Regions from separate parts of the Danio rerio genome. Here region 2 is linked to region 1. Evidence: chromatin contacts called from public HiChIP or PLAC-seq data. All regions are on one chromosome and are shown on one strand. The core of a region is the stretch at or near the end of the contact, and the rest is flanking DNA. Distances in the headings are between cores, read along the strand shown.

Region 1 (7,647 bases), core at 2,887-5,386:
TTCCTGTCTCCTGACGAATGAAAAAGCCATGAACTACCTTTGATTTAGCATAACCAGACTCTTCTAACCGGTAATAATTCTGGGAATTAAAATCACATGATCCCTATTTTGACATAACACTAATATAAATCATTTAAGGCAATACACTACAAATCAATAACAAACAATAAAGATATAAATGGTAAGTTTGTTCTACATTTAAAAGAATAGCAAGTTCTCATCACAACTTTATGGCACAGAGGAACCAAATCTCTTTTAAAGCCAGTTTTTTTGAAAGACGATAAAAACATTTGACAGCCAATCAGAGTATTGAGTATTTAAAAAGATTCACACAACAAAATTGAACCAAACCTGTAAAATAAACAACACTTATTTCATGTTGATATGGGACTATGATTGCTAAGTTACAGTTTTTTGTTTGGTATAAACAAACCTTTATAGGCCAATTAAATTGCAATCAACATTATAAATTATAAAGCCAATTTGAAGAGCATGTTGGGATTTTTCGCCATGTTGCCATGACGCAAACACATCTAAACCATTCAACATGTCAGTGGTAGTATTTGCTCACATCTTAGTGATTTACAGTTTAAAATGTATGCACATGATGGATTATTCAACAAAAGAAGACACAAAGGTTCCTGTGAGTTAAAACAGTGCCGACATTTATCTCCTTGAGGATCAACACGGAGTGCTTTAGAATGCCTTAATGTAGTGCTGAGGAAAATCTCCTGAGAATAAGCTTTCAAAACGTTGCTTCATTTGATACAGCGACATCCCGAGATGAAAAGTGAGTAAACACATTTAAATGCAGCAGCGAGTGCTCAAGAGAAACAGGATTATTATATAAACTCAATGCAAGTCTGTAGCGGGCATCTCAGCGAAGGCATTTGGGGCAATTCAGATGTGCAGTTAGTGGTCGGTAATGAAAATGGAACAAAGTCAACAGAGTGGCAAATTATCACTTCTCATGGTTTACCAGCTTAAACTGAAGCCTAAACTGATCGCAGATCTGATTTTGCACATTTTCTTCTCCTAATTTGCTCTCCAGCTGAAGTGAGTGTTGCATGAAGACAGCTGTGATTGAAATTATGATGGTTCAGTATAAAGAGATATTTGTTATCGGGTTCAGTAAAGTGATTACTTCAGCTTTTTTGACGGAGCATATGTTGTGAAATAACTCCATATGGTAATTTGTCACGGGAACAGTTAAGGCACTATTGCATGTTGCACTAATAACATTATTTTACATCATTGTCATTACCAAACCACATTAAGGGCGCATACTTTTACCAGCAGAACTCATTTTGTGAATAATATTTCCCGCTCATCTTTTTGAGCAGTTGAGCTGATGCTTGGCATACTACTGACCTTATCCGCCATGATCATGGATGAGCCACCATGGATCCCAAGGATGGGTATCAAAGTCTGAGAGGAAATAAAATCCAAAATCTGGGCAATGGCTTCCTGGTCTGTGCCGTCCCCGAACACCACCCCGTGGATTTTAGTCCCGGACATGAGGTCACACACATGGGTAATGATGCTTTTGGGGTCTGTTTCATTCACCAGCAGGGTCACCACATTGACATCAATAGGATCATCTTTGCTCCACAGAGCCCGTATATCTCTGTCAGAGATGTAGCGAGTCTGACCCAGGATCACAGCAATGTTCAGTATGGGCACTTTCTCTGCCGCATGTGAGATGCTGATGAGGGTAAGGAGAGCTGGAAGAGTCAGAAGAACCAACCTGGAAAACCCCATAGTGCTCGACTTCATTCCCTGCGAAACAAATGCACACACACACGACAGAGGCCGTTTGAGATATACTGCATTTATAATCATATAATACATATATATAATTCACAGATATAATACATTTATAGTTTTTTCTCAAAGAGGAGACATGAAATGACTTCAGACATCTAAAGCTTATGCAACATTGCTGAATGCTCCTTGCTGCATACTGATTTAACAACTTCATACGTTTTCAACAGCATCCAGTGGAGTTACACAACAATGGTAAGGAGCACGAGATTTTTTTAAATCTCATTTTGGAATTTAAGCAATGAATAACTAGCAATGAGCAAATGATGAATATTACATGTGACACTGGATCTGAGCAGCAAGCAGGGCAGAAGAGAGTGGAGCTGACATCATCACATGAAGACTCTTGGAGTGACTGAGCGGAGGAAGCTCACAGGCCCGACGATATACTGTGGCCAGCATGTATAGGCAAACAGATGCATTGTAAAGCAAGGCATAAAACTGCAGAGAAACAACATATGGTGCAGAGGCTGTTCTCGGGAAGAATAATGCATCATATCGCTGTTATGAAAGACAAATGAATGAGCAAGCTGGATTTATCACATATTCTGCTTATAATCATTCAGCAGGGAAAGTAATGAATCGTTGATTTGTTTCAATGCATTGTTTATGGGTTTTTTTTTTCATTTGTGTGATTTAAACTAGTTTTTTAGAGGCTAATGCTCATGATTTTTTATTTTTTTTTTGCATTTAAATGGGTATTTAACATTACAGACTATAGTATATACATAAAATGTTTCAATATAAACAGACTCATTGCTTTTTTGTCTTGCAGTAAGTCATAGGAAAGGGTGCATTTTTGTAAAACACAGATAATGTGACAGACATTCATGTTCAAAACAATTGCAGCAAAAATGTTCAAGTTATGAACATATGGAAAATTAAATTAATCATCAAATGAGTATATTTGTGAAACATGTGTCAAAACTAATGAATGCAGAGCTGAGAGACTTTAGCCAGAGGCCAGGTCTTTTGACAATTGCATACTGCATTTATTTATATTTTATATAAATGTAATTAATTAGAGAGGGAGAAAGAGAGATGTGGAGATTAATAAACAATAATTAAGGGTTTACTGAATAAAATTAGCCTGATTTGTTATTTTTGGCAAATGCGATATCAGTGTTCTAACAACGTGACAGAGATCTTAACATGGGAATATATCTAGATGAATATTCCTTCTGATACCTCATTAATTTGCTCAAAACGACCATTATGCAAGCGCGCCCCCTATTGACGCGTTTCGTTTTGCGTTCTCAGCTGGAACCACAGTACGCTATAGGACAGCATTATATTAGGAAATTAACGCGTCAGAAATGTACAACAGAAACATCTTTCAAGGTTGATAGCATCAATTATTCTGACAAAAAAGAAAGATGAATTAACAACCGCCGTTTTCAACGAAAAGATGATCTTTACGTTTTAACCAGAAAAGTATGCAAGCCTATTCGAAGTTGGATCAACAACTCGACCAAAATCCGCATTCATCTGTTACATATCAGAAGGAAGCATGGACAAGTATTCTTATCTGTAAAACCTCTTTAAAATGTCACATTCATCTATTTTCTGCTGTTTGTTTTATATTTTACCTCGTTCATCAGGAAAACATCTTGTTTTATCCAGCAAAAGCGAAGCGCACTCCTGAGGGAAAATCCTCAGATGTGCTCACATGATCATGACACGAGTTTTCTTTCAGGTAAAACAAGAGCATGTTCTTGAACATAACTCGACAAAACATTCCTATGGTTCAAAAAACCCACATCCTATCATTATAAACTAACAAATCCCTCTTTTTCCCCCTTTCGTCCCTATTTTTAGGACCGCGCATCCCTAATGATGCAGGAAAGCCGCGTTTTCCTGCATCAAATTAATTTCAGTGTAGCTGGATGGCGGGACTGGATTTTAAAACGTTTTTGCTCGTTCTCCACTGTCCTTTGAAGAATAAACCGCAATGGACCAAGCGAAATTTATCATAAGAGAGAGAAACAATGATACTCACAGCATCCCTCTTCCACAAAGCTCCAGAGATGTTGAATGGGATGACATTGCAACAGTCCTCCTCTCACCAGCCAGGTTGAAAATATGGATAATTATTCCCACCGACGAATCCTTGAAGTTCAACCACAGAACCATGCGAATCAAATTAATCCAGTGGTTTGCATGTTTATGAATTATCCATGACTCTTCCTCGATGAGAAGGACCGCGAGACTCGAACGTTGGAAACTGAATCCGCAAGAAAATGGGACTGAATCTGCAAGCAGGACCACAGGACAGTCTCACAGTCCTCTTTCCCCACAGCCTCTCTGGAACTGAGGGATGCCGTCAGTAACACATCCTTAAGGTGAAAATGAGAATTACACCCTGTTTTAGAGCAAGGCACCCCTAAGAAGAAAACATTTCTCTGTTGTCAAATCTTGAGCGCTGGTCAACGGTTTCAAACATCCGAGCGTTTAAACACCATGTCAACCGCCACTTGTCGTAACTTAGGCTTTACACAAATTGTAAAAGTTATATTAAACAAAATATTTACAAACTCTTTAAGACTTTAATGCGGGTTGTTAAAGCCTATTACCTCGGTTGTGAAGCTTTAACCCTTCGCGGCGTGGTTCTTCTGCTTTTTTCAGTGATCTCAATGATTTCGGCGAGGATTGCCTCGGTGACGTATGAGCGTTTGAAATTCCAGAGCCAAACTTCACTGCGGAAACCACTGAGCTCGTCATTGCCATGTACAGTGAGCGGGGCTCGAACAGCGCAGATGCTGCTCTCACTCACACACCTCACATTATTCTCAACTGACTGTTCATTATGCTCGATTCGATGCGTTTTTTTCTGCATTCGTTCACCAGTACTTTTCTATAAGACTAAGGAATCATTGAGCCTTTTATTTGTGCAGAATTTCATAATGGCTAACCGATCAGAGTGGTTTAGCTTCTGCGTTTTGTTTTTTCTCTTACGTTTTCATATCTAAGTAAATCACGAACAAAAAAGTAAAATGCAGTGACAGTGTTTCAGGTATTTATGGATCATAACCTTGAATGTTATTTACTGATATTATGTTTATAAAGGCCTAGTCAACATAAAACTTCAACAGATATAACAAAATATAGACTATTTACTCAAAACAAGTATAACATTTGACAATTTTAGAATAAACCACTGCACATTGATATTGTTTTGTAGACAATGTTAAGCTAGTTTAACTATCGAAGGAACAGTTCACTGAAATGGAAAACTGAGATGTTTTCTTATACTTCCAGGCTTATGCACAGGTTTTTATTTAGCAGAACATTAAAGATTGCAGAAAAAGTCATTGGCTTTCATCACTCTGATAGTAGTGGGAACATACACTACCTGACCAAAAGAAATTTACACACTCTAAAACTTCATTGGACTGCCTTTAGTTTTGATTAGGGCACACAGTTACCATGAAATATGTTTCTGCAATGTCACAACATTTAGAGTTGTATGAATCTTTTGTCAAGATCTTGCACTGTTGATAAAATCAGACCACCGCACAAGTTTACTCCAGCAAATCCCAAAGATTCATAATAGGGTTAAGATCTGGGCTCTGTGGTAGCCAATTCATGAGTTAATTTTTTCCCCTTCTTTTTCTTAAAAAAGAAGGCCTTAAAGTCTGTTGTTGTTTTTCATAACTTGATTTAGCCAAATTTTTAAGTGATCGCTAATTTGAATCATGCCAGATTTATTTCCAACCACATTTGGACTGCAACAGGTTGTCAGACATGCAACATGTTGTTAGATTGACATTGCAGCCCAGTGTTGTGGGGACGTTGCATTTTGTTTGTAAATGAAAATCGGGTTGACGTCAGAACTCATTGCGACGTTTGGTCACCTTCCAACAAAACCTAAAATCAACCAAATCTCAACATCATTTGATGTCATTATTGGATGTTAAAACAACGTTGCCCTTAGACGCTGGCTAGACACTGAATTTTGGTCACCTGACATTGCAACCTAAATCTAACTTAATATTAACATCTTTTGATGTTGTGTGTCTGCTGGGATGCTTCCAGTTTTTAATAGCATAATTCCCCACTATGCTTCCAGTTCTTAACCCATTTAGTAGTTTCAGTAATCTCTTTAGACGATTCTTTGCTTTATACATGCCAATAATTTGATCATTCTAAAACAATTTAAATTATCTTTTCTACGACCACAAGATGTAGTTTTAACATAGTTTAATGTAAGACATTCTGGTTCTTGGCACGACCAGCCCAGCACATTTTGTATGTCTCTGTCATTTGACACACAAGGATCAGTTAGTAGATTTTCTTGTGAACAAGCTGATGTGTGTTAAGTTAAGAAGATATACAAAATGTAAGGGGGGTTGCAGGTAGGTCCCCAAAGACCGGAACTGAGAACCACTGAACCGCTTTAATGAATGAGAAGACAATCTGCATCAGGGCAATAAATAAATTGTTATCAGCTGAAACACATTCATCAATGCAGTAATTATCCAATAGAAAGCTCCTACCTAGTTGCTTAGTTGAATCCAGTGTATTTATTTATTTATTTGAATGGGCAGAAATAGGCTACCCGTTGCTTCACAATGCTTCCCCTTTTCTACTGTAAAAAAAAACAGCATTAACTTGTGTGAATTTGTTTCAGAACATTTAACAAGACACTTACACTCAACACTATCATGAATCTACTGTTTTACTGAAAAGATTGTTTTAATCAAAGATCTAAAATGTGGTAAATGATGTTAATTTTCTTGCACAGACCAATTGTTTAATTTCATAATACTTCAATTTTTAAATGTACATTAAGTCTTCCAAAATGTAAGTATCACAAACGAAACCTGAACATTTCATTAAACATGCCATTCTTTATTAACTTGTTTACTGTACTGCATATGTAACCCCACCCATCTTACACCACCCAAGCCGCTTTGTGCTGGGATCAAACCGGCGACCTTCTGCATGGGAGTTGGTTGCTCTAACAAGGCTAAAGACCATGGCCTCTAGTGTCTGTTGCTAAATCACCTTTTAGAGGTCAGAGGAGTGAGGATTACCTGCACAGCACTTCACTATAGCTGGCCTCAACACTCACCCTCATAAACCTCACTCCCATCTGGGTCACAGCACCAATGTAACCCCGCCAGGCCTACACCCAACCCACTCCAAGCTAGGATCGAACTTGCAACTTTCCACATGGGAGTCGGTTGCTCTAACAAGGAAGCTAAAGACCATGGCCTCTAGTGTCTGTCGCTAGAGCACCTTTTAGAGGTCAGAGGAGTGAGGTTTACCTGACAGCACTTCACTACTTGGCCAATGCTACACATAATCCATTGTAGATCAGCTTTACATTTTCATGCCCCTAAATGTGTCGCCAAACAAAACAGTCTGTGCATGGTTGCTTTACATGTCAGTCCAACAGCCTCTTGGGTGGTCCTTGGCAGTCAAAGCTGTGATTAATCGAGACTATTGTTCATTACTAATAATAGGTTATAATTCTTGATTGTTTTATCCCCTAACAAGCTCCCCTCAGGAAATGCAATCAAACAGCACTATATAGATGATGTTTCCTCCCTATTTTGAAAACTCTCCATGAGTCATTTTAGCAAACATGACTTGCACTACAGTATATTCAAACTGCATTCAAAACACAGGCATGAGTCACAGGAAAGCATATTCTGCAGTGTCTCCAGCTTTTGTAGGAAGAACTCAAACTCATGGAAAATTGTTAGAGTCTAAGCACTTTCCCAGCCCCCAACTCTCATTACCTACTTGGACAGAAGCAAATGGCCATTTCCTCATTTTCTGCAATTGAAATGAACATGATACTCATTAGCGGACTGC
Region 2 (7,647 bases), core at 2,544-5,043, 530 kb before region 1:
AATAGCCAGAACCTTTAATTTATTATAAGCCAAAACCGCATTAAGTGCACAATCTCAGCACAATTCTTAGACTTATTTATGCACAGTGCAGGTCATATAGAAAATGCTATATTCATACATTCATTCATTCATTTTCTTTTCGACTTAGTCACTTTATTAGTCAGGGGTAGCCACAGCGGAATGAACCAACCACTTATCCAGCAAGTTTTTTATGTAGCGGATGCCCTTCCAGCCGCAACCCAACATTGGGAAACACTCCACACACTCTTGCACACACTCACATACGCTACGACCAATTTTAGCTTACCCAATAGTGCATGTCTTTGGACTGTGGGGGAAACCAGAGCACCCGGAGGAAATCCATGCAAATACAGGGAGAACATGCAAACTCCACATAGAAACACCAACTGACCCAGCTGGGGCTGGAACCAGCAACTGTCTTGCCGTAAGGCGATTGTGCGCCACCTAGGTGCAAAATTTCATATTAAATTTTCATAATCAAAGCTTGTAATCTGTTTCACACCATGGAGCTCTAATGTGATCAGTGTTCGCATATATATTCTGCTTTCCACATTGATGCAAAATGATTACAGAATTAACAGATATTACATCTACTGACATCTGTATATATAAATAGGTATTTTTATATAAAAAAAAACATATAACCTTGAGCAAACAAAAGAGTATCTATGAGGAGTAAAGCTTAATTGTACATGACAGTTGTTGTCACTTGGCATAATTTAAAATTTCTTACTGAAGAGCATCATATTTGCACACTGTGATATTGAACAATTAATAATAAAGTTAGTTGATTTCATAATCAAAGCTTGTAAACTGTTTCACACCAGGAGCCCTTATGTTATCAGTGGCTTTACATAATCTGCTTTCCACATTAATGCATAATGATTACAGAATTAACAGATGTTACACCTACAAATGTGATAAAGCGTATCACATTCACCTGTTTAAAACATCTGTAACCTTGAGAAAACAAGAGTTTATAAGTGAAGTAACTAAATTGTACCTGACAGCTGTCTTCACTTTGCATAATTTAAAATATCCCATTGTAATATTTGCACATTGTGATATTGATATTCAGCCAGGCAGCTTAACAGCTTCCGGTGAACTGTTTTTCCATTACAAAATTGTCACGTTTAAGATCTGATTTCTTAAAAAATACAATTTTAATGCCTGTTAGATATACAGTATGAAATGGGTGTCAGAACGGACAAGAAGCACGGCATTAAATTCCATTTCCCCCTGCCATGTTTTTAAATAGACATTTATATCACCCCAGTATTTTCAATTGAATTTCTGCACTAGCTTGTTGCTACTGACGGCGCTAGTGGTTACAACAGTCTTTCATCTTATTTTACGCTTGAACAACTAAATGCTTAACTCTATTTAACTGAACGTATTGTAATTACATTACAACATCGATGCTGTAAAAACAACATTGTGTAATTAAAAGTAGCGACACTAAGCTTTCGTTGGCTTTAAAACTCTAGCTGTGCATCTGTTTAATAGAAATTTCTACAAAATGTTTTCAGAACTTAAATGCTAAATATGATGACATTTCCTGTATGAGTTACTTCATTCATTCATTCATTCATTTTCTTTTCGGCTTAGTCCCTTTATTAATCCGGGGGTCGCCACAGCGGAATGTACCGCCAACTTAGCCAGCACATGTTTACGTAGTGCAAGCACTTTCAGCCGCAACCCATTTCTGGGAATGTATAAGTGACTTATAGTGTAATATTTACTTCAATTTTCATCCCCATAATGCATATCAGCTATCAATCTTTTATAAACAATGAAACAAGAGTTCTGACAGACTTTATTTAAATTGTTTGCATACTTTTATCTAAAGCAATGAGCACCGCATCAAGTGGCGAAATTTATAATTATATGTGTTTTATTGGAATTAAACCGTTTGCCTTAAAATGGCTAGTGCTGAAAATAAGTAGCATGTTTAATGGATTTTCAATTACATTTTTTAAACCATGGCTTACAGGTTGCAGTAGGCTACTTTTTACCACAAGTAAATCAAACTTAAAGTTCTTCAAAAATGCTGCCCACAGATCTGAAGTGGTTTACTCACAAAAACATCCACATTACTTGCTCAGAAAAATAATTTTTAATGTTTAAGCAAAACATAGGCTACACTTGGTAAATGTATCGACACAGATTTTCCAGTTATTAGTGTTTCAAGCAGTAAACTTTTTATTTTTATGAATGTGTATGTAGGTCAATGATATCTATGCAAATATGATGCTGTCAGATTTAAATTATTTTTAATTTCTTTTAATGCATCAATAAAAAAAAGAACAGATAATTTCTGCAGGTCAAAGGTTTGGTGTAAGTAGGATTTTAAAATGTTTAAAAATAAAACTTCTCCTGCTCACCAAGGCTGGATTTATTTCATGAAAAATACAGTACAAATTGTAAAATTGTAAAATGTTATTGCACTATAAAATAACTGTTCAAAAGTAGTTTATAATTTAATTTAATAATTTGAATAATAAAGATTAATTTTAGCGTCATCACTGAAGTCTTCAGAGTCACATGATCCTTCAGAAATCACTCTAATATTTATTATTATTCTCAATTATTAATAATAACAGTAATAAAAGCAATAATGACTGGAGTAATAATTTCATTTGAAACTACATACAATAAGAAAGCAGTTATTTAAAATTTTAATAAATATTTTAACTTTTTTTTTTTTTTTACATTTAATAAATGCTGCCTAGATGAACAGAATATTTTTCTTAAAAAACAAACACTGACCCCAAACTTTTGACCAGTAGTGTAGAGTTGTGTATGAGATAGATACACTGAAAAAAATAATTCATTGTATTTACTAATTTTTTTAAGGTAACTTTTTTTTTTTTTTTTTTTTTTTTTTTTTTTTTACAATTAGGACTGAATTTAAATAAAATCAAATTGAGCTGAACTTTGCTCAATTTAATGTGTTTGTTTAAATTCAGCCTATATAAATAGTTTGGACCCAGTAACTTTAAGAAAAAAAATTGCAAATCCAATGAATATTTATTTCAGTAAACAAAATGTAAATTATAGGCCTAGTTATTTTTTCTACCTGTATTGCCTCTTTTTTGTGTACATCAACACCACAGTTCTGCTCTTACTATCTTTCATATTTATCTAAAAAATCAAAGTTTCTTTATTTGTGTTTAAAATACGCAAGACAAGGGCTATAGTAGCCTATATCGATCAAAATAAATTGTGCAAAATTGTAATTAAATGTAATTAATCGTGTTTTTGTCTTTAATTCTTTATCTGCCCCACTAAGAAAAAAAGTGGTTGGATTACATTTCTCAGCTTCTAATGTCTAGTTAACACACTCTATGCATTTTTTTCAACATATCCCATAATTTCTAAAATATCAGCCTCTTCATAAACTATGAAATATATGAAATTGTGACTACTAAATCACCTTTTTAAAGTATGCCATAAAATATTTCAGATTCTCATTTAACATGCTTTCTACTTTTTTTCTTTTTCTTTTTTCACAATAAAATCAAAATCAAGTGTAGTAGTGCACCAGGATTATATTTTATTTATTTATTTTTAAACCAACAATGCTGTGTGTGTAATCCATTATTTATCATTATTTAAAACAGTAAAAACATGGTCAACCGTTAGGTAGCGTTGCAGCCAAAGGGTTAGAATAGAATGTTAGCATAAAAGAACACGATTTTGTTTTTGATACTTTTTATCCTAAGATCAAAGCAACAGCGGATATGTGGGCATGCGCAGTTAACATGGGCGTGTTTTAAACAGGACCCGCCCCCATGAGGGAATGCCTGAAACTGCGCAGGGCAAAAGCGACCCTCTAACCGGGGTAGACGGATACAGCCTTGGGTAATTAGATTTCGGCGTCACAAAAGACAAAGCGTTTCAGTTCATTTCGTTTTAAATCAGAACTGTGAATCCAGATATAAGGATATTAACGGACACCGGGCAGGCGGTGTGTGGTTTCAAGAACGCTAACTAAACCCAAAGAACAAGAAATCACTCAGAACGCCATCAGAAGTTCAACGAAGTTTCTCGGTATTCATCATGGAGGAGAAGAAGGAGGAGAGCGAAGCGGAGATACACGAACACGGACCCGAACACTGGTTCTCCAAATGGGAGCGCCAGTGCCTCGCTGAGGCCGAGAGGGAAGAACCGAGCGAGGAGGAGGTGGACCAGGACCAGGAGAAAATGTGGCACCTCTTTCAGAATTCCGCTACGGCGGTAGCGCAACTTTATAAAGGTCTGTGACCGGAGAAAGAGACCCCTTTAGCGGCCCTCCGACTTCCAGCAGCTTGGCTAAAGAACCGTGCGTTTCTAGAAACAAATTGCGTAAACCCGGTGTTTCTCGACTGACCCACATTTTTTTCGAAGTGAAAAGCCTATTATATGGTTTGACCATTAAAGTGATAAAAAAAGATTTAGGGTTGTTCTGATCGTGTGGCTAATGATTAGCTTTAGCCGGTCTGGCTGTGTTTGACAGTTTGTTCGTTGTTGTTGTTGGCCTTGCTAACCGGCTAGCCTGAATGTCGGCTAGTTAGCCCGTTGACACATTTTTTTTTTTTCGGTTTAACTATATGTAGAGGACAACATGTATTTAAGCAGATCACACTCACGTTGTGTATTCTTTAAGAAAAAGCAGATTTTAACAACTTGCCGGTTAGTGAGCTAGCTTGTTCCCCATTGTGGCTGTGTTTTAAAACCTAACGTTAGGGCACTTCACTAACGTAACCTCCCTTTGTGTAACAGGCACTTTGAACGCACATATGTTGCAATATGCCTTCCAGGTATGTGCTTTCTACGACTTGCCTGGTAAAAACAAGGAGTGCTATTTAAAGGGATGGTTAATTCAAGTTAAATACTATGATGTTATATGCTATCTGCTCCACACCTGATATGTTAGAACTCGAATAGAAGGGTTAGGGTCTGACATTTTATGGAAGGAATGCAATGAGTGTGAATAGTAGCAGTATGTTATTCCCTAACATTCTTTAATTACCTTCATAATTTTCAGTAATAGGATTTTGTATGGCTTTAGGGGAATATTTCTATAAATATTTGTAACGGACATAGCAGAACACCTGAAATAATTACTTTATTACTTAAGCATTTTCCATAGTGAGAGTTAAGTTGATAAAAAGAGCACTTGTCAATACAGTTGAAGTGAATATGGAAAAGAATATCAGTCTTTTAATGTTAAGATATTTTAATATTTAACTAATGCCTGTCGTTGAGAATATTCTTAAAACATTTCTCAGTCTAAATTTAATTGCATCTTTTACTTTAAGTGTTGACATGCTATGAAATATTGGCATGTTAATGTACTGAACAAATATTTAAAAAGTGTATATTTTGACTATTTTCTAATTTTTACATGATCTTTATAGACCCAATCTCAATGCTTTTCTGGCTCTTAATTTATTTAAATCTGACTTGCCTTTGCCATGCAAGCACCCCTGATTCTATTTCTATCTTGCAGATCGAGTCTGTCATCAGCAAGGACCGTCACTGTGGTCTCCGTTTCAAAATTCTGCAACAGCAGTAACTAATCTTTACAAAGGTATTAAACTTTTGTGTTTACATGTATCGCTGTCCACAATCATGTATGAATTGCGTAGAAAATTAATCTTGAACATGATCTGTTCTCCTCAACAGAAAGTGTTGATGCACACAAGAGGAGCTTTGATTTAGGAATTCAGATCGGCCATCAGCGTCGAAATAAAGATGTTTTGGCCTGGGTGAAAAAGCGAAGGAGAACTATACGAAGGGAAGATTTGATAAGTTTCCTATGTGGTAAAGCACCACCTCCAAGGACTTCTAGAGCTGCCCCTAAAATGACTGTCATGTCTCCTATCCGGGCACCTTCATCGGACACAGTGTCATCTGTAGAGACTGATTTACAGCCCTTCTGTGAGGCCATAGCACTACATGGTAAATATTACTGCAATCTCAGAGTTAGGGTACAGAAGACTAAACATTACTGCATGTGTCATCATGGTACATATATATATATATATATATATATATATATATATATATATATATATATATATATATATATATATATATATATATAAATGTCTCGGCCTTTAGTGGCTGTGGTTCATACACTGTAAAAATGCTGGGTTCCACACAATCCTTTCATCTTGTCTCAATGCAAATCAATTAAGTTAACCTATGGTTTTTACAATCTTAAGTTGACTGAACATAAAACATTAAGTTGTCCCTAAAAAAACCTTAACGGTATTGTTTCAACTCATTTTAAAGAAGTAGCATTTTAAAGAAGCAGCAGAAATAATTTAAGTGTAGTTTACATATGGTAGTGTTATATAAATGTTTATTACTAGCTTTTTATACAGTGGATATTTCTAATATGCATAATAGCTTATGTTCTCAGAAAATAAGTCGCACTTGGTCAAAAACACAAAAAAACCCCATAGTTTTAAGTGAGGTTTTATAATTCAGAAATGATGTAAAGTAAAACATTGGTAGTCCTATATAGATTGAAACATCTACAAACAGTAGAACTTTGTATTCTCTAGTACCTAGCACAAAAAGGACAATATAAAAGGTTGGAGCTAGACTTAATGCTGAACGCTGTTGGTTGATAGAGAATCGTCACCAGTGCGTACAACAAGACATGGGAACGAAAATACAGAAAGCTTTTTTTTTTTTTTTTTTTAAATACACAGCCATAATAGTACAATGACAAAGCATCAGCAAAGAAACATGCTCAATTCTTTCATCATCTGTTCTTGTTACTAACAGCTACATGTCAAGAAGCAAGACCAGAATATGCTATTGTTGTCTGCTGGGCTGTTCACGTGTGTCTAAAAGTGTGTTAAACTTGAAATGTGCTGCTTCTGCATGCACTTACCGCATGACTACATTTAAAATAACGAACTTGAGTGTGCAAAAGACGTGGTGTGTGAACTGCTGTCTTCCAGCGAGAATAACATCAATTACATTTATTTGGCATACACCACATGCATTCACTAGTGGAAACCCACGTCTGATCAGGATGACCTGTACTGTAGTGAACTGTACCACTCAGTGGAAACAAGGCATAGTTGAATATTGCTATCTAGATGTCTCCAGGCCAGGACACTTATAGTCACAGTGTAAACTGCAATAATGTTGTTTTGTGAAAATAATAATTTCATGCAAATACATATATTAGGTGTTCGGCAACCACAACAACAAGGATGGAATGCAGGAGTGCGTTCAGCCTGGACAAATGCTGATCATTTTTATCAAGAGTTGCAACAATAGCATTTATTTTTGAAGAATTTTCATGGTCTACGCAAATTGGTATAAATTCGCATTTGATACTTCCAAATATGCCTAATAGAAATAGAGTGCTCTGATTGGCTGTTCAGCTACAAATTAGTGCACGAAAACTGAATTGACTAAATTAAGCAAATGACGCTGATAAAGAGGGAACACAAAGAAGCCTTCTTTCATTTCATTTGATTTCTTATATGCCTGCAAAAAATATGGATTATTAGACATATTTGCATGACCAAATCCTTCTATGGTGAGAGACAAAATACAGTGAAACAGGCATAAGACGGTATAATAATCTGACAGTATGATAACCATGGAAAAGAA

Evidence for each region. HiChIP or PLAC-seq counts read pairs in DNA pulled down with a chosen protein or histone mark.
Region 2: an H3K4me3 HiChIP or PLAC-seq map of gastrula embryo shows a contact between it and region 1, with 3 times the contacts expected there. The contact joins the promoter of hapstr1a here to the promoter of grin2aa in region 1. A contact is called at or near these places in 2 of 4 datasets of contacts at active chromatin or transcription factors (embryo and gastrula embryo).

Annotation. Positions count from the first base shown.
Region 1 is chr3:25,809,048-25,816,694 of GRCz12tu, reverse strand. It overlaps grin2aa (glutamate receptor, ionotropic, N-methyl D-aspartate 2A, a), which reads right to left and starts at 4,136. Exons shown (of 14, transcript XM_068218021.1): 1 at 3,824-4,136; 2 at 2,102-2,213; 3 at 1,372-1,779. The coding sequence starts at 1,776.
Region 2 is chr3:26,339,463-26,347,109 of GRCz12tu, reverse strand. It overlaps hapstr1a (HUWE1 associated protein modifying stress responses a), which reads left to right and starts at 3,793. Exons shown (of 4, transcript NM_001328166.1): 1 at 3,793-4,279; 2 at 5,516-5,596; 3 at 5,692-5,967. The coding sequence starts at 4,084.